Regions from separate parts of the Bos taurus genome. Here region 1 is linked to region 2. The links are chromatin contacts, called in public Hi-C maps. All regions are on one chromosome and are shown on one strand. Each heading gives the region's core, a stretch centred on a gene start, on an enhancer-like site or on the middle of the called end of the contact. The rest is flanking DNA. Distances are from core to core; before and after follow the strand shown.

Region 1 (6,463 bases), core at 2,716-5,215, 180 kb after region 2:
TGGCCCAACATGCTGTTTTCATCTGGACCAAAACCATAAAATCTTTTTATCAAGCCAGTGAATGCCTGCTTGCAGGAATAAGCAGCCAGGGGGACCGGATTGCTGGTGGTGATTCATAGATCATCTCGATCCCGGCTTCTCTTCATTGCATAGAAAGTTGGCTGTCGACAGAATACCAGAGCCTGGTACCTGGTTGAAGCCACGTGGTTTAAAGGGAATGACTCAGTGTCTGGGGAAATTCATCTAGCTTGGGTGAGGGGTAGTGGGGAGGGAAGCCAGTCTTACCATCAACAAAGCTCTCACCCCAGGGTAGCCCCTGAGGCCTGGGAGCCTGAGCCTCACGTCTGTGTGCTGTCTTTTCAGTGGGAGAAGCTGCAGATGACGTCCAGCGAGCGCAGGAAGATCATGTGCTCCGTGACCTTCCACGTCATTGCCATCACCTGTGTGGTCTGGTCCTTGTACGTGCTCATCGACCGCACTGCTGAGGAGATCAGGCAGGGGCAGGCAACAGGTACGTGGTCAGAACGAAAGGCGTGCCCAGCCAGGGTATCCTGAATGGCACAGTGGATCTTAGGATTGGGGTATTACTCCAGGTTGATTTCCAAGTCTGACCTCCAATGTCTGGGCTTCTGGAGGGAGGTATCCATTATGACGCACCGTACGTCCTTTTTGGATGTTTCTTGTGCTGTGGTGGTACTTTGTATAACCCAGTCGGGATTTCCCTGGCAATTCAGTGGTTAAGACTTTGCCTTCCAATGCAGGGGGCACAGGTTCGATCCCTGGTCAGGGAGCTAAGATCCTGCATGCCTTGTGGCCAGGAAGCAAAACATAAAGTAGAAACAGTATTGTAACAAATTCAATAAAAAGTCTTTAGAAATGGTTCATATTAAAAAAAAAAAATCTTTTAAAAAAAGGAAAAAAAAAAAAAACCCCAGTCAGGAGAGATCGAATCATGGAGAGAATTCCACGAATGCCCCTGGAAGCACAGGATGACAGGGCCTGGACGAGCTCGTCCATGCCTCCTCCACAAAACTGCATTTGATGAGTTAAGAATCTGCGGCTAGGACAGGTTCAGAAACTGTGTTTTATTTATTTCACATCTTAAATAAGGTCTGAAAGTGAAAGTGAAGTTGCTCAGTCGTGTCTGACTCTTTGCGACCCCGTGGACTGCAGCCTACCAGGCTCCTCTGTCCATGGGGTTTTCCAGGCAACAGTACTGGAGTGGATTGCCATTTCCTTCTCCAGGGGATCTTCCCAAACCAGGGATTGAACCCGGGTCTCCCGCATTGTAGGCAGACGCTTCACCGTCTGAGCCACCAGGGTGCTGATAGGCTAATCGGGTTTTTTCCCTTCCAGGAATCCTAGAGTGGCCCTTTTGGACTAAGTTGGTGGTTGTGGCCATTGGTTTTACCGGTGGACTTCTATTCATGTATGTTCAGTGCAAAGTGTACGTACAGTTATGGAGGAGACTCAAGGCTTATAACAGAGTAATCTATGTCCAAAACTGTCCAGAAACAAGCAAAAGGAACATTTTTGAAAAACCTGCACTACCAGAGCCCAACTTTGAAAGTAAAGATGGACGTGGAGTCTGTCATTCCGATACGAACTCTTCTTGTTGCACAGAGCCTGAAGACACTGGAGCAGAGATCATTCACGTCTGATGGCGCGGAGGCTGTAGCTCCTGGACAGCTGAGAACAGCTGAGGGAAATTGTTTACTGCCACTGTATGCATTTTCTTACGTCCTTTAATAGCTTAGGCTGGGCAGGTGACTATTTTTAATGGCTTCTCTTTTTTCTAAACCCTCCTTAGTGACTCTCCTGGAAAACCCTCATGTCAGCTGTGCCCGGCTGGGTTCTGCTTCTGCCAGCGAGTCTACAGGAAGGGAGGGTGGACGAGCCTGTGGCCCCATGATGGGGTGCTGGCTGGGTTCTGGCTCGTAGCCTTGAGCAGGATGAGAGAGCAAGATGCCAGAGCTGAGGGGAGAATGGGAGCAGGCGGCACCTAGCCCTGCCGCACCTCTTCTGGTCGGCAGGCCCCACCTCCCGCCCACTAGCTGAACTGTTGGGGAGGACCAGCCCTGCGGAGAGGCTTCTCCACCACTAAACAGGGCCCGGGGAGGCTGCCACTGCCACAGTTCCCAAGCAGACGGGCCGTGGTGCTCTGTGCGTGGTGGTGAGTGATTCACTAAGCAAAGCAAAGCACTTTACAAAAAGAGAATCTTTATTTTGTGATATGTGTGTCACGCAGGATTGACATTTGAAAGGACGTCTCATTTAGAAACCTTCCTTTCGTGACCCTGATTGTCTCCTTCACACTGTAATAGATCTGAAGCCCTTTTTGCCTTATATATGCTAAGAAATGTGATTCTACTCTGTGTCCATAAAAGGGACTTGTAAAGCAGAACAAACAGGTCGGAGGCATTTTTCGTAACATTTTGTGGGATGAATGGATGGTAAATGGCAGGCAGTTTGAGCGTAATCTTGTGGTTTTAAGCCTGTTTTATGACAAGTCTTCATGTCACAGGGCTGCCCTAAACGTTTCTTTTTTTTTGTCAGTCCTGAAGAAGAAGGGTTCATGAGATCCAAATGAAAGGAAGTTGAGGTATCAGAACAAAACGGAGTATTTAAAACCTATTCCTTTACAGACAGAGCTCTCCGGTTTGTGCTGACTTCACACTGAAGAAGCAGGCATGTGTCGCCCAGCTGGGGCGCGCGCTGAAGGTGCTTTCAGGGGCCTGTGCTCCTGGCACCTTCCGTGGGCCGCTGCCCGGGGCAGAGAGGCAGATGGGCTGCCTCTGGCTGAGGGCCAGGACTGAGCAGAGACTGCCACGGCCCACCGCGTCCCGCTCCCAGCCACAGCCCTGCCCATTTGCCGCCTTAACTGGGCTGAACCCCTGGCCCTGCTCTCAGTCCATTCTGTTGTTAGGGATTATCTCCTGTACCATTTTTTCATAAAACCAAAATCACTACCATCAAATGGCCTTTGTACCTTTAAAAAGGTCTGCTTAAAATTCTGTTTTTAAAGACCAGTTTCATCATACCAGGCAAAAGAGAGTCAACTCCAGAAAAACAGCCCAGGGAGTTCTGCAGTGTGAGATGAGTGTGCCCAGGCACTTACTCTCCGGGCAGCTCTCTGGATGTCTTGTGTGGAGGCCCCGGGTCCTGCCCTCCATCCTCTGAGCCTCAGGTGTTTGATCCAGCCTGTCAAGAGTAAGGAGCAAACAGAAGACGATTCCTCTGCATTTCAGCGTGAAATGGTTTGTTTTGAAAGCCTCGGGGGAGGGCTTTGCCCTGCCATGGCTCCTCTGGCCTGGCAGGTGCTATCCAGCCATAGCTCACCCTGGAAATAGGTCCGCTCGCCCTCTCCGCCTCCCAGGCCACATCCAGCGCGTGCCTGTGCTCACTGTGCCCCAAAGTGCAATTACCTACGCCCCCTCCCAGCCTGGGGACACCAAATAGCTACAGACAGTCTGCTCAGGAGAGCCACATCCCAGGTCTGCCTTGCCGGTGCCCTTTAGGAACTGCCCGGGCAAGGCCCCTTGTCCCTCTTGATGGCAGGTGAGTCGTCAGGGAATACTGGATTTCTGAGTGGGCACCATTCCCCTTCCCACAGTGGAGCTCCCTGTGCTGTCCCTGAAAAGCACGGAGACTTCTGATAGAGAGGAGAGTGTGCTCAGGTGGGGGTGGCCCCAGGACATCCCAGCCAGTGTGGCTGGTGCCCCACCTGTGGCAGAGGTGGCTTCATAACCAGCACCGTTACGTTGCTCCCATGGCCCACCCAGGCTCTCACGGGAAGCGCGCTTACACCATCCCGTCACCTCCAGCCAAGCTCCTAAAGGCCTCTGCCTGTGGATGGTCAGCCCCACGTTCTCTTTTTCTTTCCTGGGTTGGCACACACACAGCTTACCCATTGCCGTTTTCTGCCCTCACAGGGTCTGTTGACCACCTTTGACCCCCAACTAATCCCCACCCCCGCCCGCAGGGACCGACCCTGAGGTGCGAGGCCGGTGAAGCGGCGCTGTGCTGCCACCTAGTGGGGCTGTGGATCTGCCGGGCGTTGCTTTGAAGAGTTAATCATTCCCCATTTCTTCATCGTTTGGCACCTGACTGAACAAAGCATAGAAACGCGGGGTAAGCTTGCAGGTCTCAGGGCCCGGAGGGCTGGAATCTGAACGCCAGGCGAGGGGGAGAGGGAAGCAGCCTGGGGCGTCGCCAGCCAACCGTCTCTGACTCGGCCTCTGCTTCCCCTCAGACTGTAGTTCCACTGGAGCACTTTTGTGGCCGAGTTTAAAATCTCACTGAAAATTATAAAAGGTGGCTTCATCCTCCAGACCTGTACGGTCTCTTGCTTTTTTTTTTTGCTTCGGTCCACTCTTTTCAATCTTATGGGTCCAGTTTCAAAACCTGCAGCTGTGCCCTAACCTAGCTACAGACATACAGGCCCGGGCAGCTGGGCAGGTCCGAAAGCCTCGTGTAGAGCTGCCCCCCTGACCGGTGGTCGGCCCGGGAGCCGGAGGAGGCTGGGGCACACAGGATAAAGGTCCACGATGGCGTGGATTTCGCCTGACGCAAACACACTTTTGAGATACTTTCTCTCTTGCATCTGATCTGAAGTTTGCAGCTTCTGTCTCTAGCCCAAGGAAAGACTGAAACATAGGGAAACAAAAGCGTCTGTCTTTGTTTTGAAAGTAATGAAACTGTGCAACTCATCACCTATTCAGATGCAATGTTTGTAGGATGTTGATTGTTAATAAAGACCAGATTTACACTGGCATACGTGGTGTGGTTTCTAACAGGCACTTCACACTTGAAGTTTTCCTCGACTTGGAAACTTTCTAGTTATCTAAATGTCTAGTTTTGTATCATTTTGTGTATGGTCACTGTTTCTCAGTATTACTGCTTGAATAATTCTCTGTATGGGTGGGGGGGTGTTTGTACTATACACGGAGTGTCTAATTGCAGCAATAAAGCATTTCTTTAAAAAGGAGCTTTGCCACGCAAGTGTTTTCCTGCCAGGAAGCTGGGAATATTGGCAGGCACTCCAGTGGTCTGATCCCCTTTCTGGGTTCCTCTGGCTTCCGTATCAGAGAAGGTCATGCAGCCTCGGTCTGTCCCTGTGAGGGAGGCTGGATCCACCAGATGCTGGCAGTCAGTGGGGAGGAGGAGTAGGTTCTGGAGAGTGTGTGAGCATGGGAGCGAAAGCTGAAGTCATTCTCACAAATGTGCGTGTTCCAAATATCCAGACTCTACTTGGACTCACCGCACTGAGGAGAGCCAGACTCAAGTTCAGGGTGTGTATGGCACCATGACCATTGAAGTGGTCCATGGCTTAACTAGCCTCATTTTGTCAAATCATTGACTGATGCAGTCCAGCAGAGTGAGGAAGTGCGGCAGGGCAGGCAGCATTGCTGGTGATAGCTGAGCCTAGCTGTACTTCCTGGCTCCTGGTGAAAGGTTGTTGCTGAACCACAAAAGACGCCAGGATTCTTGGCCTCCGGAGGAGAAGAATTCAATCCAGGGCCAGAGACGGGGCTTCATCGCTCAGAGATTTTGTGTATGTTAAAGTATAAAATACAGAAAGCTTCTGACATAGGCATCAGAAGGGGGCAGAAAGAGTACCCCCCTGCTAGTCTTTAGCTGGATGTTATATAGCTACTAGCAGTCTGCTAATTAAAGAAAGGAAATGTCTCAAAACTCAGAGAATGGCACCAGGTGAGTCATCGGTTCAGTCGCTCAGTCGTGTCTGACTCTCTGCGACCCCATGAATCGAAGCACGCCAGGCTTCCCTGTCGATCACTAACTCCTGGAGTTCACTCAAACTCATGTCCATCGAGTCAGTGATGCCATCCAGCCATCTCATCCTCTGTCGTCCCCTTCTCCTCCTGCCCCCAATCCCTCCCAGCATCAGAGTCTTTTCCAATGAGTCAGCTCTTCACATGAGGTGGCCAAAGTACTGGAGTTTCAGTTTTAGCATCATTCCTTCCAAAGAAATCCCAGGGCTGATTTTCAGGATGGAACTGGTTGGATCTCCTTGCAGTCCAAGGGACTCTCAAGAGTCTTCTCCAACACCACAGTTCAAAAGCATCAGTTCTTCGGCACTCAGCTTTCTTCACAGTCCAACTCTCACATCCATGACCACTGGAAAAACCATAGCCTGGACTAGACAGACTTTTGTTGGCAAAGGAATGTCTCTGCTTTTGAATATGCTGTCTAGGTTGGTCATAACTTTCCTTCCAAGGAGTAAGCGTCTTTTAATTTCATGGCTGCAGTCACCATCTGCAGTGATTTTGGAGCCCCCCAAAATAAAGTCTGACACTGTTTCCACAGTTTCCCCATCTATTTGCCATGAAGTGATGGGACCAGATGCCATGATCTTAGTTTTCTGAATGTTGAGCTTGAAGCCAACTTTTTCACACTCCTCTTTCACTTTCATCAAGAGGCTTTTTAGTTCCTCTTCACTTTC
Region 2 (7,141 bases), core at 4,269-6,768:
AATTATACTTAAGTTTTCGTACTAATTATACTTAGGTTCTCTTATTAGGTTATCTTATTAGGGCTTCCCTGGTGGCTTAGACAGTGAAGAGTCCACCTGCAATGTGGGAGACCTGGATTTGATCCCTGGGTTAGGAAGATCCCTGGAGAAGGCAAAGGCTATCCACTCCAGTATTCTGGCCTAAAGAAGTCTGTGGACTGTATAGTCCATGGGGTCGCAAAGACTCCGACACGACTGAGTGACTTTCACTTTCTTTCTCTTATTAAATAACTCTGAAACTTATTCAGAAGTGATTTTCTGTTTTGTTCTTGGCCATTACCATTGACACAGGTCTTGATTTTTATCATTTTTATATAGATGTTGCTGCAGTCAGCATATATAAAGTGATATCTTTACAGCTTGGATGTTTAATCTCTGGTTCTTGGGGAAACGGGCCATGGCAGGAGCTGATGATTTAACACAGACAGCAAGGCCTTGGGTGATACTCTTCAGGAGATGTTTATTGAGCATCTGGATACTGGATGTCGTTAGGCAGATGTTTATTGAGCGTCTGGATACTGCATGTCATTAGGCAGATGTTTATTGAGAATCTGGATACTGGATACACAAGGTGAACCAGGACCCATGCTCTGTTCCCCAGAGCTCTCAGGGAGGGGAACTGGATCAGACAGGGCAGTAACGTTTCCAGGTAATGTTAAGTGCCTGAAACAACCCAGGGCAGTGGGGCAGAGTGGTAGATTGGTGTGCGAGGTGCTTCTTCAGGTAGCACTGGTAGAGAAGGGCTCTCTGTGCAGCTTGTGTTTTAGCTGGGACCTGGAAGAATGAAAAGGACTTTGCCAGGCAGAGATTTTGGGTAGTGCTCTCCAGACAGAGGAGCAGCTAATGTGGTTGTCACAGAACACCGTGGCAGTCGGCATTTCTTTAATTTGTTGAAATGAATGTATGTAGTAAAGAAAAAAAAACCTTGATTAAAAATTGTTTTGGTTGTTTTTTGGCTTACAAGGATGATATATTTGCTACAGAAGCAAATAAACCCTCACAAAAAACAAGAGAGAAGGAAAGAACATTTGACTCCAACTTGTTCGATGACAACATTGATATCTTTGCTGACCTAACTGTAAAACCAAAAGAAAAGTCCAAAAAGAAAGTGGAAGCTAAGTCTATATTTGACGATGATACAGGTAAGTTTGGTTTTCTGTACATGACAGAGAGAGTCATCACCGTTCAGTGACTTGATATTTCTCTCGCTGTCTTTGTCTTGACCCTTTCCTGAAAGACATTCCCTAGTCGGTTTCCTTTGACCTGCTCTATATTTCTGGGATAGACTGACGGTGGATAAGTAAATCGACTAGTCATTTTGTTGAAACCATGTTTTGTTATGATGGATGTCGAGAAATTTGATAAATATCCTAGTGGTGAAGAGCCTGGAGCTTGACTGTGAAGTCTAATTTAACTTTCATCTTACTGTGCCCCCTGCCAGTCATCCAAAGTAGGCATTAGACTGCGTTTTGGCATTGAGATCCTGCAAATTGATGTGTTTATTCTGAAAGACTGAGATTGGATTTTTCCCTTTGCTTATTTTTAGTGCCTTTTCCTTTTAAAACCCAAAGGCAAAAGAATGTAGAGTAGAAATAAGTATAATAACACAGATGGTAAAGTCATGGGCTGGACTGGAGATTAACTTATCCTCCTGCGTTTCCTCTCCTGCATGTGCACACACGGCTTTGTAGCTGAGAAAATTATACTCAGACAGAAACTATAACTTGTATGTGATCAGAAAACTTGGTTAGTAGCAGAGTCAGGACCGACTGGAGTCTTAGAGGCTTAACCTCCTCTTAGTGGTTTTAGGTATCCTGTGCTATTATCAGACTTGAGTCTTTGCTGGTTTGTGTAGATACGTCTTAAAAGCACACATTTTCTTGTCTATTCTGTGACTCTTTCTTTCTTTTTTTTTCCCCATTTTTAAAGATGATATCTTCTCCTCTGGTATCCAGACTAAGACAACCAAATCAAAAAGTCGATCTTCACAGAAAGTGACTGAATCGAGATCTGGACAGAAGGTTTCCAACATATTTGATGATCCCTTGAATGCCTTTGGAGGCCAGTAGAGTGTACAGGGTATCTTTCAGCTACATCCTTGAGTTAATGATGCTTTCTTCTGTGCTCCTTAACTGAATTATAGAAAACAAATACTGAAACAACTTGCTCACCTCTTGCCCAGCATACTTAATATTTTTCTGTACTGGTTTTAAAATCATGCTTAATTCTGCAAACAAAAATAAATGTTTCACAGTGTTACTATTTTTTAAAACCATATTTTGATTAGCCTTGGTGGGGCCATGGGTTTAGGGTCTATTAGAGAAGAAACCTGTTTGTGCCTTTCATAGGTGGGTAGAGACTCCCAGAGGAAGCAAATGCCTGACATGACCAGAAGTCTTCCCTAAATAAATGGGAGCCCTAACTTAGAGCCTGGGCACTAGATAGAAGAAGAGGATGAGAGATTATACACTTCACGTGTCTTTGTGCTAGGAGAGCAGGTTTCCTCGCATTCCACTGAATTTTGAAGAGACCTTACAGGTCTGCTACAGTGAGTTGGCAAACTACAGTCCTCTACAGTTTGTTTATTTATTTATTTCTGAAAATAGAGTTTTACTGGGAGGCAGTCATACCCATTCATTTCTCTGGGAGTTGGTGATGGACAGGGAGTCCTGGCATGCTGCGGTCCATGGGGTCACGAAGAGTCAGACCCAGCTGAGCAACGGAACTGATGGCTGTTGCACCCGTAGTAGGTAAACGCCAGAGCTGACGGCCGCGTCAGAGACTGGACGGCTGAGTCCACGGTGTGTCCTTTGTGGCCCTTTACAGAAGCAGTTTGCTGACGTTGTCATAATGCATCCGTCTCCACTCCTTGGAGCTTTGCATTATTTTTTGAAAGCAGCGGAATGAACCCAGATAATGGTAGGGAGAAATGCTGAGGATGGGAATGTCGGCTTCTAGAGTACCACTGTTCCGTAGAACTCCACATTGATGGGAATTTTCTGTAACTGTTGTCCCCTGTGGATGGCGGATACTTCTAGTCTCTTTTCCTGTGTGGTGCTCTCTCGCTTACGAGTATTCAGTCCGTAACGTGGTGCAATCTTGTAAGCAGACCCAGTTGGCTTCACCCATTCTGAAGCCACTAACTTCTTTCTTTCTTGGATACTTTATAAAGTTGAATTGAGAATTGTTTATTCTCAGGAGATTTTGTATAGCTGTCACAGATCAGCTGTTCGTCCTGCTCTGCCGAGAGAGTGACCCAGATGGTACATACTAGTTTGCTGTTCCTTTTCCCTACCCATGTAATGCATCTTCCTTCTGTGCCTTAGGGTATTTGTATTCAGAGCTACTTGTATGCTCTTGAGTCAGAGCCCAATGTGGGATCTTCCTCACTCAGTAAGCATTTGTTAGACATGTGTTTCTTTTGGAATGATAAAATCTACTGACCCACCATTAGGACTGATTCCAGGGAATTCAAGAGACAGTAAAGTTAGAAAATATGCAAATTGCTATTTTGAGATGCTTGAAAGGGAGAGGGAACTTAACACTCACTGGTTCAATGGTTGGCACTATTCCTGTTTTCAAGTGGTAAAGAATTGATCTTCCAGTGCAGGAGACCCGAGAGGTGTGGGTTTGATCCCTGGGTTGGGAAGATCCCCTGGAGGAGGAGATAGCAACCTGTTCCAGTATTCTTGCTTGGAAAATTCCAGGTACAGAGGAGCCTGGGTGGCTACAGTCCATGGGGTTGCAAAGAGTTGGACCTGGCTGAGCATGCACACACACACATACAGTCTCCATAACTCTACCAGATACAGATATTGCCCTCATTTCACAGATGAGGCAAAATGTGGAAGCAAAGTAACATAGTGGAACAAGTTTGGAGTTTTGTGTTGAGGCCTAGATTTAAATCTGCCACTTAGAACTGTTTTGAGTGTAGGCAACTTGTTTTACCTTAGTTATTTCCTTCTTTGTCATTCATGTAGGGGCCTCAGTACCAACCTTGCAGGATTGTTAAGAGAGAGAATATGCAAAGATCTTCATTAATTATCTGGCACTTGAAACTTGGTAGATGATGATGATAATGAATTGGCTTCCAGTGTTGGAACCCAAGGCTTTTTTTTTTTTTTTAATTGGAGGCTAATTACAATATTGTGGTGCTGGTTGCCATACATTGACATCAGCTCATTCACCTGACTCTAGCTTGTTCTCTCAGTTCTCCTGACTGGGAGGGGAGGCAGGCAGGTTTGGAAGCTAAGGTTTGATTCAGTAAGATTCACTCCATCATAGGCTGTCTACAAAGATAATAATCTTATCTTGTTCCTCAAGGAGCTCCAATCTACTCAGAATTTAAGAAGGAATCATTGGCGAGACAGCCTGAAGATGTGTGAAAGCCCCAGTACCTCCTCATAAACTTCAGTGTATTTTCAATTTTCTGAATTGTGGAGATAAATTGGTGGGTAGGTTCTCAGAGAATGTGAAAGGATGGGTGACAAGGATTAGATACTGCAGTTCATTTTAGACTGGTTCCTCTGAGTCACAAGATAAGGATTAGTAAAAGCTTCTGTGAGAGGGAGACTACTTTTATTGTCAACTAACTAATCCAACTAGTAAAACAATAGGCCAGGATAGTAGGAAAACTGTAAGGGTTGGATTTAGAACACCTATGGGAAATGAGAAAAAGCAGCAATGGAGGCCATGTCAGGCTGAAAGGCTTGTGTTGTCCGTTATGGTGTACACTAAGCTCAACAGCTTGACAATTAGAAAACAGAAGGGGCTGGCCGGTTGGGCATACCCAACACTGCAGTTTAACAACCCGAAGTACCCACTCAATTTCAACTCCACACAATTCTCGGTAGGTTGGATGAGGAAAAAATGGGTAAGACCTACAGAACGTGTTTTCTTTCCCCCTTGCTTTCAACCAGGCATGGCAATGGCCCCACATTTCAGATAAGGTAGGCAGGACTAGAAACATTAGGGGACAGTGAAGTGCGTGGAGAAGCATCCATTCAAGGCATGGCTCCTGGGCCGCAGTGGAAGTGCACAGGTTCTTGGAAGACCATCGACTGGGACTATGGCTTCAGCAAGTCAGGCACCTCTAAGAGCGCCTTAGGTTGGTCTTGGTAAAGGTGCTGTCCACACCCTCGTCCGGCCACAGGCCAACCCTGTTGTTCCCAGAAGGCTGTGCGACTGGTCTCCTGCCGCCCGCTTTGGCCCTCGTCAGGCGGCCACTGTTAGTAATAAAGAACATCCGGGCTTCTCCTAACCGACAACCACCACCGAACGCGAAGGCAGCCTGGGCTTCCGAGCAACCGCCGGCATCCGGCGGTCAGGTCCCGCCCCCGACCCCACTGATTGGAGGGCGACGCGAGCGTTGGCGAGCGATTGGTACGCGGTGTCACAAAGGGGCGGGGTCGCGGCGGCGGCGGCGGAGCGTTGCTCGTCGGTGCCTGCAGCAGCGTCGCTCGTGGGGCGGCGCCTCCTTAAAGACCTGCGGGCGGGCGAGCGAGTGGAAGAGAGCCGGTGAGGGCGAGCGGCCGGATGGGGAGGGCGCCCAGGGTCGCGGGCCGCTGAGTCGGGCCGCGCTGTTGCCGCTGGCCTCTTGGCTGCGCCCCCTCCGCCGCCGCTGCCCCGAGACCGGCACGGTGGGCTGCTTTGGCGGAGGAGACTGTCTCCACTTTCCGCTCCCCCGCGGGCGCGACGCGGGGTGCCCGCCCCGCCGGACGGGTGCTTCCCTGCGAGTCGCCGATTCTGACGCGGAGCCTGACCTCTGCGGTCCTGATCGGGCCAGTGCGTGTGCGTAGCCGGAGTTTATCCTGGAGGAGCACGGGCTGCGCAGGTGACTCCGTCCTCTTCAAATGTCTGTACTTTGAAGGCTCGAGAAGGCTTTGGCTCCGAAGAGCTTCCCAATTCCGCTGGAAAACTGATTTCAGAGCTTAGGGTACAGATGCGTGACGTGGTGGATGTAATTCTGAAGCATATATTTAAAACTTACGGATATTTCCAGACATTAGTAAAAACAGTTCATTAAAAGTTGGTATATTTAAGGGCTGCGTAATATGCTGGATCTCTTCATGTCGGGAGAAGAGTTTAAAAGAACTGCTTTTATATGACTAATACTCTTTAGAACAGAGAGGATAAAGCTGATTTTGAGTTACTGAAATTAGTTATTCAGCACGGTCCTGCGTTACCTGTCTTTCATTTCCCTTACATCTGTGGTGATTGTATTTTAAGAACTTTTTCAGAGGACAAGAGAGAAATGTTTGCTGTCATTACTCTTAATAGCTAAGCATTTTTTAAAAATTATTGGTAAAAATTCTGGAAGTAATTTCCCCCCCCCGCTGCATTCGTCCTTTCTTCCTCCTCTAATGTTTTTTTCTTTTTTAAGCTGTCCTTGTATCCTGTTCCATCCTGTTTTTGATTCTTCATTGCCCCTCATTTTCCAGCATCTTAGGGTTCCATAGTAAGCTCAGTCTAGCATATTCAGCCACAACTTTCAGAAGGTGTCCTGATGCAGTGATTTCTACTACTGAGGAAAGGTATAATTATTTCTTAGAGGCATACATTTCAGTTTCGAATTTGATTACCAATCTTGCTTCTTTTTGGATGTTGGAAATTACTGCATGATTAGGACCTAGATTTGTGGCAGTGCCCTAGTACCAGGAATGCTCGTCTTAAGTCGCTGTTTTTTCTTTAGACCATAATTACTGTATCCATTCTCACTGTAGATGAAGGGCTTCCAAACTTGTCTTTATGTTACCTTCTCCCATCTCCCACCCCTTGTTTTATTATATTCAGGGTATTGCTGTGGAAGTCTACTGTGGTGAAAGAAATGCTTTTTATGTTTGTCTCTGAATTCTTTGGGCAGGCACTGGTCACCCATGGCTTTATTTTTCTAATGCTCAGTTTAATATTCTGACCCCTGACCTCTCTTACTAGATCTCTCACTGTGTAGATAAAAGTGCTCTTGGCTTTGAGGGTACAGACACTGATAATTCTGTAGTATGTTCTTATTTGATATAGCATGGTAAGTATGTTCTTACGAATCCACATTCTATCCAAAATCATATTTTGAATCCAAAAACAGTCATTTCAGTGAGATGGAAAA

Evidence for each region. Hi-C and Micro-C count contacts between places; a contact is called where the count stands out from the background.
Region 1: a Hi-C map of liver shows a contact between it and region 2, with 13 times the contacts expected there. The contact joins the enhancer-like site here to the promoter of ZFAND4 in region 2. A contact is called at or near these places in 2 of 11 Hi-C or Micro-C datasets (liver and skin fibroblasts).

The regions. Positions count from the first base shown.
Region 1 is chr28:44,334,191-44,340,653 of ARS-UCD2.0, forward strand. It overlaps MARCHF8 (membrane associated ring-CH-type finger 8), which reads left to right. Exons shown (of 7, transcript NM_001076232.1): 6 at 364-511; 7 at 1,357-4,987. The coding sequence ends at 1,661. Among named protein-coding and RNA genes, the nearest start is that of ALOX5, 55 kb to the right of the region's middle. Within about 2 kb of position 3,966, at least 10 of the 102 cell types and tissues checked have an H3K27ac peak or open chromatin away from gene starts, as enhancers often do. A contact at or near this core is called in liver and skin fibroblasts, where this site is marked.
Region 2 is chr28:44,155,513-44,162,653 of ARS-UCD2.0, forward strand. It overlaps ZFAND4 (zinc finger AN1-type containing 4), which reads left to right and starts at 5,519. Exons shown (of 8, transcript XM_059882726.1): 1 at 5,519-5,556. WASHC2A (WASH complex subunit 2A) reads left to right here. Exons shown (of 32, transcript NM_001205767.2): 31 at 1,004-1,181; 32 at 1,969-2,307. The coding sequence ends at 2,108.